Linked DNA regions of Mus musculus: all the other regions are linked to region 1. Evidence: chromatin contacts called from public Hi-C and HiChIP or PLAC-seq data. All regions are on one chromosome and are shown on one strand. Each heading gives the region's core, a stretch centred on a gene start, on an enhancer-like site or on the middle of the called end of the contact. The rest is flanking DNA. Distances are from core to core; before and after follow the strand shown. Region 1 overlaps Cdkal1 (CDK5 regulatory subunit associated protein 1-like 1). Region 2 overlaps 2610307P16Rik (RIKEN cDNA 2610307P16 gene). Region 3 has its middle 27 kb from the start of A330102I10Rik.

Region 1 (4,902 bases), core at 698-3,197:
GCATCTTTAAAAAGGAGAAATGATGGTGGCTTTCATCTACTGTTCCTGTGTAGTGATGTCTTTGAAGGTAAGATAAGCGTTTATGTGCCACAGAACTGGTTGGTAAGCATGAGGCACAGCACTCACCTGCTCCATAGGAACACCACAGCATCCAGAATTGCGACTCCAAGGTTCAGATGAGAAGACTGCTGCTTGTTGAATAGGTACTTGCTTAGAACCATATGTGCAAGCAGACCTCACAGCCTGCTTGACTAGCAATGGGATCTTGCAAATGCTTGCTGATGAATAGAAATATTCTCCTGGGATATTTCTACTGGGATCTCAACACAAATGAACAAACTTCAGGAGATAGAGAAAGAGCTGCTGGTGTGGTTTTTGTCCACCACCACATTATTTACTCCTACTGCAACAATGAGGATCTCAAGCACTTCCCAGGCCTACATGAATAAAGAGAAACAAAAGAGCAGACCAACGTGAATTTACCTCCTAGTAGGCATATTCAAAACAAACGTGGGAAATTCAGTTGGGCATTTTAAATGTGTCTGGACAAGAGGTGGGAGTCCAGTGGGAAAAGAGACAGCAGCTATGACACCAACAGAAAAGCTCTCCCATCCTCAGCACCACATCGCTGGGCATTCATATAGGCCACTTTCCATTTTCAGAGCATTCAGAGTATCACACGACAAAATCCAGGAGGGTTACTTCTGTGGGTAAAGTCACTAAGCCGATGGTATTAAGATACAGTCACGGCTCTAGAGTCCAACCTAGAGTATCCTGAGATACCGCACGTCGTCATGCTGTATGTAGCCTAGAAAACTCAGTGATGAGGAAAGTCTTTACTAACACTGTTTGTGTTCTACAGGGCAGATGCAGTGCCTTCCAATCACAACCAAAGCAGCCAGATGGGAGCTCTCTGCGGGCCTTCCCTGTGCTGCCCTAACACTAGTTAAGTCCTTCAGCAAGCTCTAAACATACTTCCTCACGCCACAGACCTCGGGCACTCTGTCTCTTTTAGTATTTCAGCCATTCTTTAGTATGCAGCCCAGTGGCATTCGTGGCACACTTCCTTCACTGGTCTCTCATTCTGAAACATGCCAGAAAGAGAATCTTGGTGATGCATAAAGCAAAAGCCGCATCAGCTTCTATAAATACAATACAGTTTTTAAATAAGCAAAGAAAATACATTTTAGTAGCTATTAACTCTTTTACATGTATATCATACTTTAATTTGTAAGTTGTTTCAAAGGCCAAAGATCATTTGGCTGATTTAAATAAGCAGCTGCTCTGCTTTGTTAAAATAACTATTGCAATGGTAAGCAGTTTAGACTGACTAGTCACGTGACTGCCACTAAGGATGGCGAGCATCACTCCCAAACAAAATCAGAGTGATGATTTATTTTAATAAATTGCAGACAGCCGCGATCATGAATGACATCACCTCCATCCACTGCTGAGAGGAGACACTGAACAGATGAAGTGCTGTTTAAAGTCAATGGGGCCCTGACTTAGGGGACAGAAGGATTAATGAGAAATCGAGGATCTGCCACATGGTGCTGCTGGGCTGCTCGCTGTGGTCTCAGTGCATGCGAAGCCCCAGGGCCCCACCTGGTACCCTAACTGTGCACTTATGTTTCATTACACCTTGGCCATTGCTATGCATGCTGATTACCAGCGAGTATCAATTCCTCTCACTGTCGCACACCTCTGCAGTGCCCCAGCACTCAACTGTGAAAACTCCGGCACTCCACTCCTCAGAACACAAGGCCCATGCTGCTAAAACCACAGAGAGTAAATTATTTGTCACTCGACGGGGTGCCAATTCGGTTTCCTGAGGATGACATCATGCCCATTTTACCAATAACAATGGCACTAACAAGACCTTGTAATCAACAAACCTCAGGCCTCTCCCAGCCCTGGCAGGTGCAACTCTCTTTATGCTAAAAATAAGCCAACATTAGCTTCAGCTCCAAACTATTTCTTTTATCACAATGCTAAGCAGAAGTTGGCTTCCATAAGGCAGTGCAGCTGCTGCTGCCGAGGCCGCTTCTGCAGATGCCTGCATTAATTGTATCAAGGACATACTGAACTAAGTGCTTATTCAGCACAATGGCTATTGGGGAGCAGCTGGAGGCACAAGACAAACTGTCTTGAAGGGAATGTCCCAGCCCAGTGTGTAAATTACAATGATGAAGTACAAAGAGTCTAAGTTTAAGGGTCTAATATAACTGCAGAGTGGGGCAAAAATGTAGTGTTATCAGTGGAGGCCAGATCCAATAAATAAGGAAGAGAGACTTGCAGATTTCACCACCATTGCAGTCACTGCTGTGGGAGATGCTGAGACCCATTTCCACCCAGGAGGAAGGGGACTCCTCACTTAAAACTATCAGCGGTGCCGGCATTGACCAGCTTGCATGTGCAGGTCAGAATACAATCCCCTCATTGCAGTAATAAGTGGCAAAATCAAAACAGCCTTGTTTACTACACATAAGCAAGACTTGGCTGAAAATTAAAGAGACTGGCTAGTTTTCTTCCTGGGTTATTCAAGGGGGTGCCTATAAGCATCACTGCCTGCTCTCCAGGCATGTTCTCCTCTTACGTTAGTGAATCTCCGTGAATTCAGGGTGATTAAACACTATTCCAGCTGACAGGTAATTACAGAGCTTCTGCCCATAGGAGTTTAGATAGGGATGGAGAAAATGTGCCTGCAAACACCCCAGGAGCATCCTGAGTGGCTTTGCTACTATGGACAGAACATGAGCAGAGAGGACAGGGCAGGCTCAGATTATAAAGTCAGATTCTGAGATTATGGCTTCTCTCTCAGTCTGTGCCAGGGTCTCTTCTCTAGAAAAGTGGAATGAGGATGGCCACACCCATGCATTAGTTGGGAAACTGACCTGAAAGCAGGCAGTCGATCCAATAACAAGATCCCTATGACTTGATCCTCCCCATAAGCCTCTGCGCAAAGATACTCAGATGTAAATTCAAGCCTTGGGAAATTAAAATTGCTCTTTTTTTCCCCCCAAAGAATTAAGAAATGGTTAAAATGAGAATACTGATACATGAATGTCAACCATACACATAGTACCAGTACAATTTGTTGTTATTTCAGCTAAGTTCTAAAGTGGTGTAGTACATTAAAGAGGTAGATGCTCTGCTACGGACTCTGAAAAGCATCCTCAGACAAGATTACCTGCACCAGTACTCAGCCTGGACCCCAAACCCTCACTGCCTCAGGCTCCACTTTCGTGTCAGTACAGAACTTCTCAGCAATGTTGTCATCACAGCGAAATGCTGTTACTGTCATATACAAACCACCATATAATATGCATTTCTTTACAAGCCCAGATGGTATGAGGCTAGATGCAAGCCATCTACCCAACTTTATCCTAATAGATACAATGTAAGTGAGCTGACCCTAGTATCTAAACTTCATAGTCTAGAAAATATTAAATATCTGTATGGACAGTTGAAAAAGTAAAACAAATTCAAACATGAAAGAAAACAATTTGTTGAATAAAACAAAGAGCAAGGCAACTCCCATGTCCAAGTGGGTCCTTATGAGGTCTGTCCTGTGCAACGGTCCTTGGAGGGTATTCGGTATCTGACAGCTCTATTAGCCCTGGAGCCTTATCCAGCATGTTTATTTTTAATAGGTTTCCCTTACAAACAGCTGCCTACGATGCTAGCTTTTCTTTCTTCCTTGGACCTTCCGTAAATATTTGAAGCAACCACCCATTAACCGCAGCACATCTCTTCAGTCCTGTTGTATGGCCTGGGGACTGGAACTGGCTCTTCTTCTCTTTTGCTATCTACTGGCCACACTAGAAAACCCCTGCTGTTTGGGTTCAATCTGTCAAGGTTCAAATTATCCTCCAACTGAGAGCTAATCAAGGGCCTCTGACCTGGTTTGCAAATAAACTCAGAACAAAAGTGGGTTTATTTTTGTTCTTTCTAGGGACCCTTAGTTCTCACAAACTGAAGCAAAATACAAGCACACCACAAATGCAATTGCCTAAAATCAGAAACAGGCACAACTACCCCCTGAAGATGGACGGGACTTACCAAGCGCCTCAGAGGTACCCGTTTTCAAGCTATAAATCCATTTTTTATAGAAATTGGTTTGCAAATACATTTCAAATTAAAAGTCACAGTTCATTTAATGCTAGTCTGCAGCATGCAGAGAATGTAGATGTGAAGCGCTGGGGCTACCCCAATGAGGACACTGGAGATTCCAAGTATCTTTATGGATGACAAGCTTCAAGTTGCTGGGTACACATGGCGGAATTAAGCTTTCCGCACCATTAACATCATTACGGTAGTCACCGTATATAGACTTCTACACTATGAAATATGAACGAGTTTCCTTTTAAATTTTTCCTGTTGCCTCTGCTGCTGCTGTTTCAGACAGGTTTCACTCTGGCCCTGACTCTGGAATATTAATAATATATCTCAATACATTAAGGTCCCAGGGACAAAAATTACGCCTTTGGTCTGAAGCTCAGAGTTCTTTTATTAGGTATCTAATCTTAGGAAGCAGCCTAGGGCAGCAAAGCTGACCACACAGGAGACGCTTGAGGACATCACAGAGCACTGTGACTGCAGTTCTAGGGAGGTCTTGCCTTACATGGCTATCAACTGACGAAACGTCTTGCCTTACATGGCTATCAACTGACGAAACGACCGCGTTATTACAATGCAGCAAAGGACAAGGCAACTGGCTCCTTAAGGAAGAACTATGCATTTTAAACTCTTCCTCCAGCAGCAAGCAGGGCTAGCTGCACCAGCAGCAAGCAGGGCTAGCTGTGGCACCAGCAGCAAGCAGGGCTAGCTGCACCAGCAGCCAGGAGTCACTGAGCATGGAACGGAAGGATGGGATGAAAGGCCAGAGAGAGGGAAAAGTAC
Region 2 (4,902 bases), core at 1,779-4,278, 820 kb before region 1:
CCCCTTTTTTCTTACCCTGCTAATGACAAGGGCAAACAGAGGGGCTGTTTCACTTTCCTCCCTCACCCCACCCCATCCACACCTCTCTACACCATCACTCTTGGGCAACTTTCTCCTTTGAACTCAGTTTCGAGTTTTACATAAAGGTCTTCTGCCCAGAGTGAAGAACCATAATTGACTGGTTTTTCTCCCTAAGGATTTAAAACAGTCTGAGACCCCTAGCCCAAAGGAACAAAAAGTATAACAAAGAATGTATACTTCTGTGCCATTTCTAGTTCGGGCCTCTAAAGCAATCCTGAGAAAAAACACAAAACTTGTAAGTGGGGGCCTCTGAGTTAGGGTTAGGAGGAAAACGGGAAACTATTTCTCTTGTCACCCATCAGACCTGCAGTACTCTTTTTTACAGGTTGTCCTGGAAGCTGCAGCTGCGTTTCTCTTCAGCAAAGGCACTGGCTAAGTACAATGTAAACAAATGTTTACATTCTGCATATGCTATTGGTTTTGCTCTCTTTCTGGGCAACAATTCTGAGACACTTGTTCTTCGTTATCAGAACAATAACTGCCCATCTGAACAGCTACAACAGGCTCCTGTGCCAATATTTGATGAATAAATTATGCTGAATCACTTTACACTGGGCTCCTGATCTATTTTCACACACACACACACACACACACACACACACACACACACACACACACACCCCTAATGTAGTTCTTACTATTTCACGCCTTTGAAGGTATTTATTAATTTATTTATTTATCTATTTATTAATTTATTTGGAGATAGGGTTTCAGCATGCAGCCCTGGTTGGCCTGTAATTCTGCATACAGCAGCCTCTACCTTCCCCCCACCCCCAAATGTGGGATAAAAAAAAAGCATGCACCACCACACCCAGGGATATTTTATTTTAAATGTTTTGGTTGATTGGTTGCTTTGAAACAGGGTTCTCGACAGACCTGGCTGTCCTGGAGCTCACTATGTAGACCAGACTGGCCTCAAACTCAAGAGATCCACCTGCTCTACCTCCTGAGTGCTGGGACATGCTCCACAATGTTCAGCAAAGGTTTTGGGAGGGGGGAGTTGGAGGGACACATGAAGGTACACATGGCTGGGGATATCCATAGAGTTCCAAGAGGGCGCGGTATACTCTAGATTATAAGCCACCTGCTGTGGGTGCTGGGAACCGAATCCTTTTTCTAGAGCAGCAAAAGTTTTTCTAGCTGTGTTAGCAGCCGAGACATCTCTCTCCAGCCCCAAGGATTTTCTTGTAAACCAAGGCCTCTCTGATGTAAACTCTGCTTGATTAATTAGCACCTACTCTAGCTATTGTGAATCTTGCTCATCTTTTGTGGATCACCTTAAATTATATTTTATTCCCTGATAGGATCCTTCATCCTGCACACTCTGACTGAGGAATTCTTACTGCTAGTTATCATTCTGTCATGCCAATATAAATTCGTTCACCTGTACTCTTGTCAACCCCTGTGTGTGTGTGTATGCACATACATGTGTGCACACTCAAGAGTTTGGGTATGTATGGGGGGGGTTCATGTGTACATGTATGTAGAGGTTATCTTCAGAAAGGCCACACTGAGGTAGGACCCACTCACCTAGAGATTACCAATTAGGCAAGGCTAGCTCTACTGCCCCAGCACTGCAGATTACAAGCGTGTACCACCATGTCTAGCATACTTATGGAAGTTGTAGTGACTGAACTCAGGCATTTCCACTCCACAGTAAGTACTTTATTATCTGAGCTGTCCTCATAGCCTTTATCCATACCTTGAATGCTTTCGATACTCGAGAATGCTCTCCTAATTTGCCTGTGGCCCCCTTGTTCTTCGAAGGAACAAGGTTGTCTTGCCTCCTGCTTTTCTCTCCTTACCATACACCAGGCAATCAGCCAAAGCTTCTTGAATGAATGAGTGAGCGAAACCAATGATCACGAGCCATGGCATTTGAAAGCGAGCTTTGGAACCAGCCAACCGTGTGCTAAGGTGATTTTCCTTCGGAGGTTCCAAAGGCTTCTTAAGCAATTCCGCTAATTAAAAGGAGAAAATTGACTTGAATGTGGGGAAAGCAATAAATACGAAAGAGTCGCCTCATGTTGCACTTAGTATGTTCAGAAATAACACTTAATCAAATATGACCCAGCAATGAAAATATGTAGGATAAGATTTTGGTCTACACATCTCAGAGTTCCATAGTTAGAGGTTACTATGGCCTAGGCTCACGTGCACAGAGTTTGGTTTCCCTTTGCTTATGTAAAGCTGTTGTGTTTCAGAGTATCCCAGAATGCAGCAGTGAGGGGTTTCTTCTAGGTGAGCTTCAGTAAAGATACTCTCAGTCCTGCATTGATGGTCAAGAGCTCAGGGCACAGCAATAGCCACCTCCCACCCCCACCACCCCCCATGACAATCACCCCTGACCACAGAGCTCAGGGCACAGCAACAGCAACCTCCCACCCCCACCCACATGACAACCACCCTTGGCCACATGCAAGCCTCTCTGTTCACCCATGAATGTGTTCCTCACAAACATTTTATACATGCCACAAGGTGGAAACACATGAGAAGTAACCAGAATACCGGAGTGAGTGAGTCTTCTACTCTGCAGCTGGGCCCGTGCACAGAAGTGCCACCCCTCCCCCAGTAACAGATGGGCAAAATAATCAAAGCCTGCTGTAATATAAAACCAGAAAGAAAGAAAGAAAGAAAGAAAGAAAGAAAGAAAGAAAGAAAGAAAGGAAGGAAGAAAGAAACCCAGATACAATCCAAGAGACAGAAAGACAACTAACAGGCCTAAAATTGGAGTATTCTGCATGAGTAGTTTATTTATTGTGGGAAAAATACGTATTATTCAACCTGGTCTCAGAATGTCTCTTGGGGACTGAGGTGGTCTTCATTTAGGAAAATCTCTCTATGAGCTGTTTGAGGGCAAGGGGAGGCAAGAGAGAAGGAAGACAACCTTTATGGGCCAGCCTCTTATAATGGTATGAAAATTTGAGAACAAAGGGGGTTGGGATGAGAGAGAAAAAGAGCAGGCAATTTGCAAAGCCACGTCTGGGGATGAAAAATAGCCCTGCTAGCCAAGAATAGCGGGATGTTTACTCTGCCATTTAAAATTATTCTTAGTCCTGGGATTTTCACTCTTGACAAATGTGGGTAAAATCTCCACACCCATAATCTGTTGTGTGATTTCGACTCTTTTATCCAGATTGCAGAAAGTCTGTGTTTGAGTGGGCACAGCACCGAGAGCAGGGGCTAGAGGAAGAAATAAGACACACAGAGGAAGAAAGGGGCACAAAAGGAGACCTGGTCAGCAAACCCTGGGAAGACAAAGAATTCTTCACAGAGGATAGTAGAATTTTACATACATCCAAAAATGTATGAAATCAACATGTAAGGAAACCTGGGCAAGATCCTAGAGGTCAGCAGCTGCACTCCGAGGTACAGTGTACATGGAATGTGAATACAGAGGTGTTATGCACGCATGAAGACACGTGTGGCGTATCATAAAACATGTCTGTATCATAAAAATGAGGGGCTCCTGAGCTCTGGGAACCCGCTTTGCAGGATCTGTCCCCTTAGATCCTTTTCTTTGGGTATGGTCACAAATCCACCAGACCCTGACCTAGATAATAAAGAAACAGGGGCTGATAGTTAAGTGGTAGAGAGCCTGCTTAGCAGATACAAATTCTGGGTTCATGGCTTAGTGCCACAAAATAATTTTTTAATTTGATTAATTGTATATAATAATTGTATACATACTTTTGTCAGAGATGTCGTATTTTCATAAAGCTACAAATTAATCATAAAGAAGCTCTCTTACGTATAAAATATGCAGACAGGAATGTCTCATGTAATTACAAAATTGTTCTTCCCAATCTGTGTATCTGGGCTGTTTTTTCCTGTCCTTAGAGCTGCACTGACTATTCTCAGTATTAACTGTTATTCTGTGTTTAATGGGTGGCATGTGGCTGGTGGTTGGGTAAGCACAGGGCCACAGTTTCCTATATAGACCACGATCCTAAGTTACATCCTATATCCGTCACACACTTGAGACTGCAAAGGCTGGGGTCCTTTATAAGAATACTGGATATCTGCTCATCAAGTTGCTTATTTTAGTTTTAGTGTGGGCTGGTGGCTTTCTTCCTGAGATTTGAAATGATGGGACAAATGAATTGAGATGCTTACCTAGAAGAAAATTACAGTGTTTGTGCAACTCTTGACCAGAGCACCTTACTTGTTAATATGTGTACTACTAAAATTCCCTTTACAAAAAACAGAACTTTTGTTAAATGACTCTAATGCCTGATCCCATTAAATTCAACCACAGCTGATGGTGTCAAAAGCTGGCAGGGAAATGGTTAAGATCTCTACTTCTGTCCTTAATTATATTTAAATTAATTTTAGCATGCAGACTGAGTATGCTCACAGAGCTATGGAATAATCCACTGTTCTAAGAACCACTAATTCCTAATTGACGTAGTAGCTTATAATTGTATTTTCATAGTGTTTAGTAAAAACATTCAGCTTGTTAAAAAAAAAAAATTAAAGGCCCATAATATGAAACTTATGATCAAAGAAATCAGCTGAGATCTATTTGCAACACATTTTTTCCTTTCTGAAAAGGGGTGGGGGTGGGGCACTCATCGTCTTATTTGGGTAACACAAAGGCAATTTTTAAAGCTCGGGTACATGTGCAAAGTTGTACAAAAGAACAAAGCCTAGTCTTTGTGGCAACACGTTCCTTCTCAGGAAATACATCTCACTAGATAGGCTCAGGATCCTAGCACTTTGAAAATGTGTCTTATATCCCTGCATTGTACTAAATCTAGAACACCCGCCCGCCCGCACAAATGGAAGCTATCTTTGAAAGCAAAAGAAATAAATTACTTT
Region 3 (4,902 bases), core at 1,733-4,232, 570 kb before region 1:
AAGGACAGAAAATAGAAACTTCTGGCACAATGTGGCATGTCCAGACAGCCTCAGCATTTGTTTCCATAGACTTCTGTGTTGGGCACAAGAGGGGGTCTACTGGCTGATTATGGGTGTCAACTTGACACAAGCTGGAGCTATCACAGAGAAAGGAGCCTCTCTTGAGGAAATTCCTCCATGAAATCCAGCTGTAAGGATCAGTTAGTGATCAAGAGTGGGAGGGCCCATTGTGGGTGGTGCCATCCCTGGCTGGTTGTCCTGGGTTCTATAAGAAAGCAAGCTGAGCAAGCCAGGGGAAGCAAGCCAGTGAGTAACCCCTCCATGGCCTCTGCATCAGCTCCTGCTTCCTGATCTGTTCAAGTTCTAGTCCTGACCTCCTTTGGTGATGGAATATGGAATATGCAATATGGACGTATAAACTGAATAAACCCTTTCCTCCCTAACTTGCTTCTTGGTCATGATGTTTTGTGCTGTAATAGAAACCCTGACTAAGACAAGAGGTCAAGGGGTGATTTCCCATGAGCTCTTGGAAGGTTAGTGGGGAATGGAGGAGTAAAGACACTGTAAGCTCTCTACTCAGCCTGTTGGGGGTATAAGTGATAATCATGAAGTATAGGCCTGGGCCCAGCAACAGCTCTGAGTACTAAACAGGCCTGAAACCAAGCATGCTTCTTTCTTCCTTTCATCTTTACAGAGAGATTTCCCACATACCAGGGGAGAGCATCAGGTCAGGCACTGGAGGTGAGACCTTTCTCAGGAGGTACTAGCAAGTGTCTTGTCAATGCTAGCAAAGAAGAATGTGGATAGAAATAAGTCGAAGGGGATACCGTGCAAGTGCACAGGGTTGAAGGGAGACAAGAGGTATTAGGACACCCTATTTGATTTTAATTTTGATCTCATCTGCACCCACAGAGGGTCAGCCTTGAAACACTTTATTTTCCATACCAAGAACCAGGGAACACTAATTGTACCCTGATCAGCTCAATAGCCAGTGGCAAGAGGATCCAGAAGATATCCAGGTCCTGGGGACACTAACAGAGAGACTGGACCATACTCCGATCATCAGTAGATGTGGCACAAGGGCCACAGAACCCTTGGGAGAGTGTATCTGACCCAGGACAGTTGAGAATGTCAGTAGATGGCACTCACTCTATTTCTTGGACATCATTCATTATTTTCCAAAGGCTCCAGTGAGCACCTGTCAAATGCCAATCACTGTTTTAGGTATAGGAGAAACAAGCACAAATAGAAAGGATATAAAGACACTGTCCTCCTTGACCTATGCTTTTAAAAAGCTAGCAAATAAGATATAGTTTCAACCAACACATTATTTGGAGAGTCTCATGGAGCCCAGGCTGGACTCAAACTTGGTATATGGCTGAGAATAACCTTAAACTTCTGATCTTCCTGCTTTTACCTTCCCCAGGCTGAGGTTCCAAGCCTGTGCCACCATACTCAGTTTATGTGGTGATGGGGATCAAAGCCAGAGCCGTGGCTATGCTAGGTAGGAACTCTATCAACGTAGCTGCTTGGACTGGATGGTTTTGTGTGTCAGCTTGACACAAGTTAGAGTCACCTGAAGGAGAGGAACCGCAGCTGAGAACAGTGCCTCCACGAGACTAAGCTATAGGGCATATTCTTAATTAGTGATTGGTGGGGAAAGGTCCAGTCCATTATGGATGGGGCCATCCTTGGGCTGGTCTCAGGTTCTTTAAGAAAGCAGGCTGAGCAAGCCGTGTGGAAGCCACGAGAAGCCATGGCCTCTGCATCAGCTCCTGCCTCCAGGATCCTGCCTTGTTTGAGGTCCTGTCCTGACTACCTTCAATGATGAGCAGCAATATGGACGTGTAAACCAAATAAACTCTTTGCTCCCCAGCTTGATGTTCAGCCAGTGTCTCATTGCAGCAACAGAAACCCTAAGACACTACTTGAAGAAAAGCTTTTTCGTAAGTTATATATAATAGAGTATAAGGACAGAGAAGGATTGGAAGAGCTAGTGACTAGAGCTAAAAGCCAAAGGGCTCCCCCCAGAAGAAGCTCAACTCTGGAGTAGGGAAACTACCACCTGATTGGCTATCTTCTCTGCCCCCTTTCTCTCCCCCCTCCCTCCCTCCTTCTCTCCTCTCCTCTCCTCTCCTCTCCTCTCCTCTCCTCTCCTCTCCTCTCCTCTCCTCTCCTCTCCCTCTCCCTCTCCCTCTCCCTCTCCCTCTCCCTCTCCCTCTCCCTCTCTCTCTCTCTCTCTCTCTCTCTCTCTCTCTCTCTCTCTCTCTCTGAATGTGCTTATGTATGATCAGATGGTGTCTATGATTGGCTGAATCACAAGGCTCCACAAAACAAAAAACAAAACACCAATACTAAGTTAGGTGTTAGTTTGTCTGCATGCCAAGCTAGGATACAGTTTGCTAAATCTGCACTAAAATGTGAGACCGCCGCAGGCTTGCCTGTTTACTTTGTTCTAACACTACATTAGATGGTAATGAACGTTAAAATATAAAGCTGAGAAGAGGGGAAGAGTATAGGGAGACTGTCTGTGAGATGTTATTTGGGGGAGGGGGAGGGAATCAGCGATTGCTTCCCTTCAGAATGTAGTGAAGATGTGAAGAAGGCTGGGAGGGGGGCGTGGGGGGCGGGGTTCGTGCAGGCATATGCAAAACAGCCTTCCAGACACAGCAGAGAACATGTCTAAAGACTATAGGCAGGAGCATGCTGGACACTGGAGAGACACAGGAGAGGCATGAGGCTGCAGCGAGAGGAGAAGATGGAGGAGGCCCACATGAGGTCCAGAAGGGGACACAAGATCCACCACCAAGTGCACTGAGACCATTTCCCTCTCATTTCTTCTTAACCGAAATTTAACAAACAAACAAAACACCAAAAACTTGAGACACATGTAACTTGTATGGCTGCCCGAAGGAAGAAAGAAGAGAATGCCTAACAGAAGCCAGGCAGCTGCCTTCCTGTGTATGGAGAGGTTTCACAGAGAGAAAGTCATTCAGCTAGACGCTTGTTATGTAGCTAGTCCTGAAACACCAGGGCCCCTTCTGGGGAGCTTAGTCTCTTCAATAAATGAGTTTAGAAATGGTCAAAATCAGAAGCCCATGGACAATTTTTTTTTTTTTTTTTAGAGTTTAAAAGAAAAATTCCAGGGCAGGCAAGCTGTAAACCTCAGTAGCTGCCCAGAGGAGGAGAAAGGGGAAAAGGACCAAAAAGGCCACAGCAGTTGAGTTGAACCAGCATGGAGGTCAGACACATGTCCGGACAGGCATCTGCATGGTCAGGCACAGACCCTAAGCCAGAGTGTCAGCCAGTGAGCATGATTAGAAGAGAGACGAGAACTATCGTGCTTTCCTGCACGGTGGAAAGAAGTGTGCAGATGTAGGAAGCTGCAAGTGCGGCTCTGGCAGAGACTGCCCGCACTGAGGTTTTAGATCTGCTACTTTTCTTGGTACTCTGACCAAATAGCTGATGAAGCAACTTGAGGGAGGATGGGTGTATTTTGGGTTCACACGTGGATGTAGACCATCACAAAGAGGAAGGCACTGTGACAGGCTGGAGGGAGTCGGGGCTAGGAATGTGGGAGCGGGGAGGGATGGGGAGTAGGGGGAAAACAGATAGGAGACAGCAAGCAGGCCTGGCTATAAACCTACCGTGACTCACTTCCTCCAGCCAGACCCCTACCTCCCAAACATTCCATATCCTCCCCCAAACAGTCTCAGCAGCTGGGGCAAATGATGAAACACCTAAGCCCATGCTGATAGTTCATTCAAACCACAAAGAATGAGAAAATATGGGGAAACAGGGGCAGAGCAGAGGAAAGAAAGCTCTCCTACTTGCAAGGAGAGCCCCTCCAGGCCCCTAATCTGAGTTCTGATGTAGGTTCTCTAGGACCCCCACTTGGTTTGAAATTGCTACCCCTGCAGGGCTGTAGAGCAAGGAAGGGGGTCAATGGGTTCTAAGTTCTTCCATCCTGGTTGTCTTCTGAGAATAGATACAGTACAGCAAGTACTTGAACAAATGAAGAGGCTTCAAAATCTCTTTAGTTTGGGCACCTCCCACCTTTGCCTCCAGTAGACAGCAATCACCCCAATAGAACTTTCCTGAAGAGAGAGGAGTCTTCAAGTCACACTCCGGATGGAGTCTGGAACTCAGAGGGGTGTCATGCTGCTCAGTCAAGAAAATACCAAGGAAGAGGGTTTTTTTTTGTTTTTTTTTGTTTTTGTTTTTTTTTTTTTGTTTTTAGATGGCAACAAGTTAATTTGGGCCCCTGCCTAAGTGGCCATTCTTCCTCCATCTTCCAACTTGAGTCGCAAAGAGGGCACCTCAGGGGGACATAGTTGAACAAATGGCAGAGGCTGGCCACCTGCATGAGGAGAGAAGGGTGCTTGCCCAAGGATATCCCCAAGTCTCTGGTCAACAGAATCATTCTCCAGGCCCCTAATCTGAGTTCTGATGTAGGTTCTCTAGGATCCACACTTGGTTTGAAATTGCTACCCCTGCAGGGCTGTAGAGCAAGGAAGGGGGTCAATGGGTTCTAAGTTCTTCCATCCTGGTTGTCTTCTGAGAATAGATACAGTACAGCAAGCTTCAAGCTTATTCTGTAAAAGACTGAAGACTCGCCCCCTCCCCCATTAAGAAACAGTCTCTCTCTCTCTCTCTCTCTCTCTCTCTCTCTCTCTCTCTCTCTCACACACACACACACACACACACACACACACACACACACAGAGACACACTTTTCTCTTTTTAATTATTTTGGGACATTGTATGAGTGATTTTTGTAACAGTCCAGACAAATTGGACTGTTAACTGATATCTATAACCAGACAGGATGAAACTTGTCTCAACTGAGGTTTAAAGGTAGCTTTTCCATCAGGTTGAGATTTGCAAGGAGAAATTCCCAAG

What was found. A called contact is a pair of places that touch in the nucleus more often than the background predicts. HiChIP or PLAC-seq counts read pairs in DNA pulled down with a chosen protein or histone mark.
Region 2: an H3K4me3 HiChIP or PLAC-seq map of embryonic basal ganglia shows a contact between it and region 1, with 5 times the contacts expected there. The contact joins two enhancer-like sites. A contact is called at or near these places in 1 of 15 datasets of contacts at CTCF or cohesin (large pre-B cells) and 2 of 115 datasets of contacts at active chromatin or transcription factors (differentiating embryonic stem cells and embryonic basal ganglia).
Region 3: a Hi-C map of uterus shows a contact between it and region 1, with 2.6 times the contacts expected there. The contact joins two enhancer-like sites. A contact is called at or near these places in 3 of 484 Hi-C or Micro-C datasets (cardiomyocytes, muscle stem cells and uterus), 1 of 115 datasets of contacts at active chromatin or transcription factors (embryonic basal ganglia) and 1 of 9 other capture datasets (embryonic trunk).

The regions. Positions count from the first base shown.
Region 1 is chr13:29,608,649-29,613,550 of GRCm38.p6, forward strand. All of the region lies in intron 9 of Cdkal1 (CDK5 regulatory subunit associated protein 1-like 1), which reads right to left. Among named protein-coding and RNA genes, the nearest start is that of Cdkal1, 240 kb to the right of the region's middle. Within about 2 kb of position 1,948, at least 64 of the 459 cell types and tissues checked have an H3K27ac peak or open chromatin away from gene starts, as enhancers often do. A contact at or near this core is called in embryonic basal ganglia and uterus, where this site is marked.
Region 2 is chr13:28,790,738-28,795,639 of GRCm38.p6, forward strand. The region is part of intron 2 of 2610307P16Rik (RIKEN cDNA 2610307P16 gene); the gene reads right to left. Among named protein-coding and RNA genes, the nearest start is that of Mir6368, 82 kb to the left of the region's middle. Within about 2 kb of position 3,029, at least 30 of the 459 cell types and tissues checked have an H3K27ac peak or open chromatin away from gene starts, as enhancers often do. A contact at or near this core is called in embryonic basal ganglia, where this site is marked.
Region 3 is chr13:29,041,214-29,046,115 of GRCm38.p6, forward strand. No RefSeq gene overlaps it. Among named protein-coding and RNA genes, the nearest start is that of A330102I10Rik, 27 kb to the left of the region's middle. Within about 2 kb of position 2,983, at least 6 of the 459 cell types and tissues checked have an H3K27ac peak or open chromatin away from gene starts, as enhancers often do. A contact at or near this core is called in uterus, where this site is marked.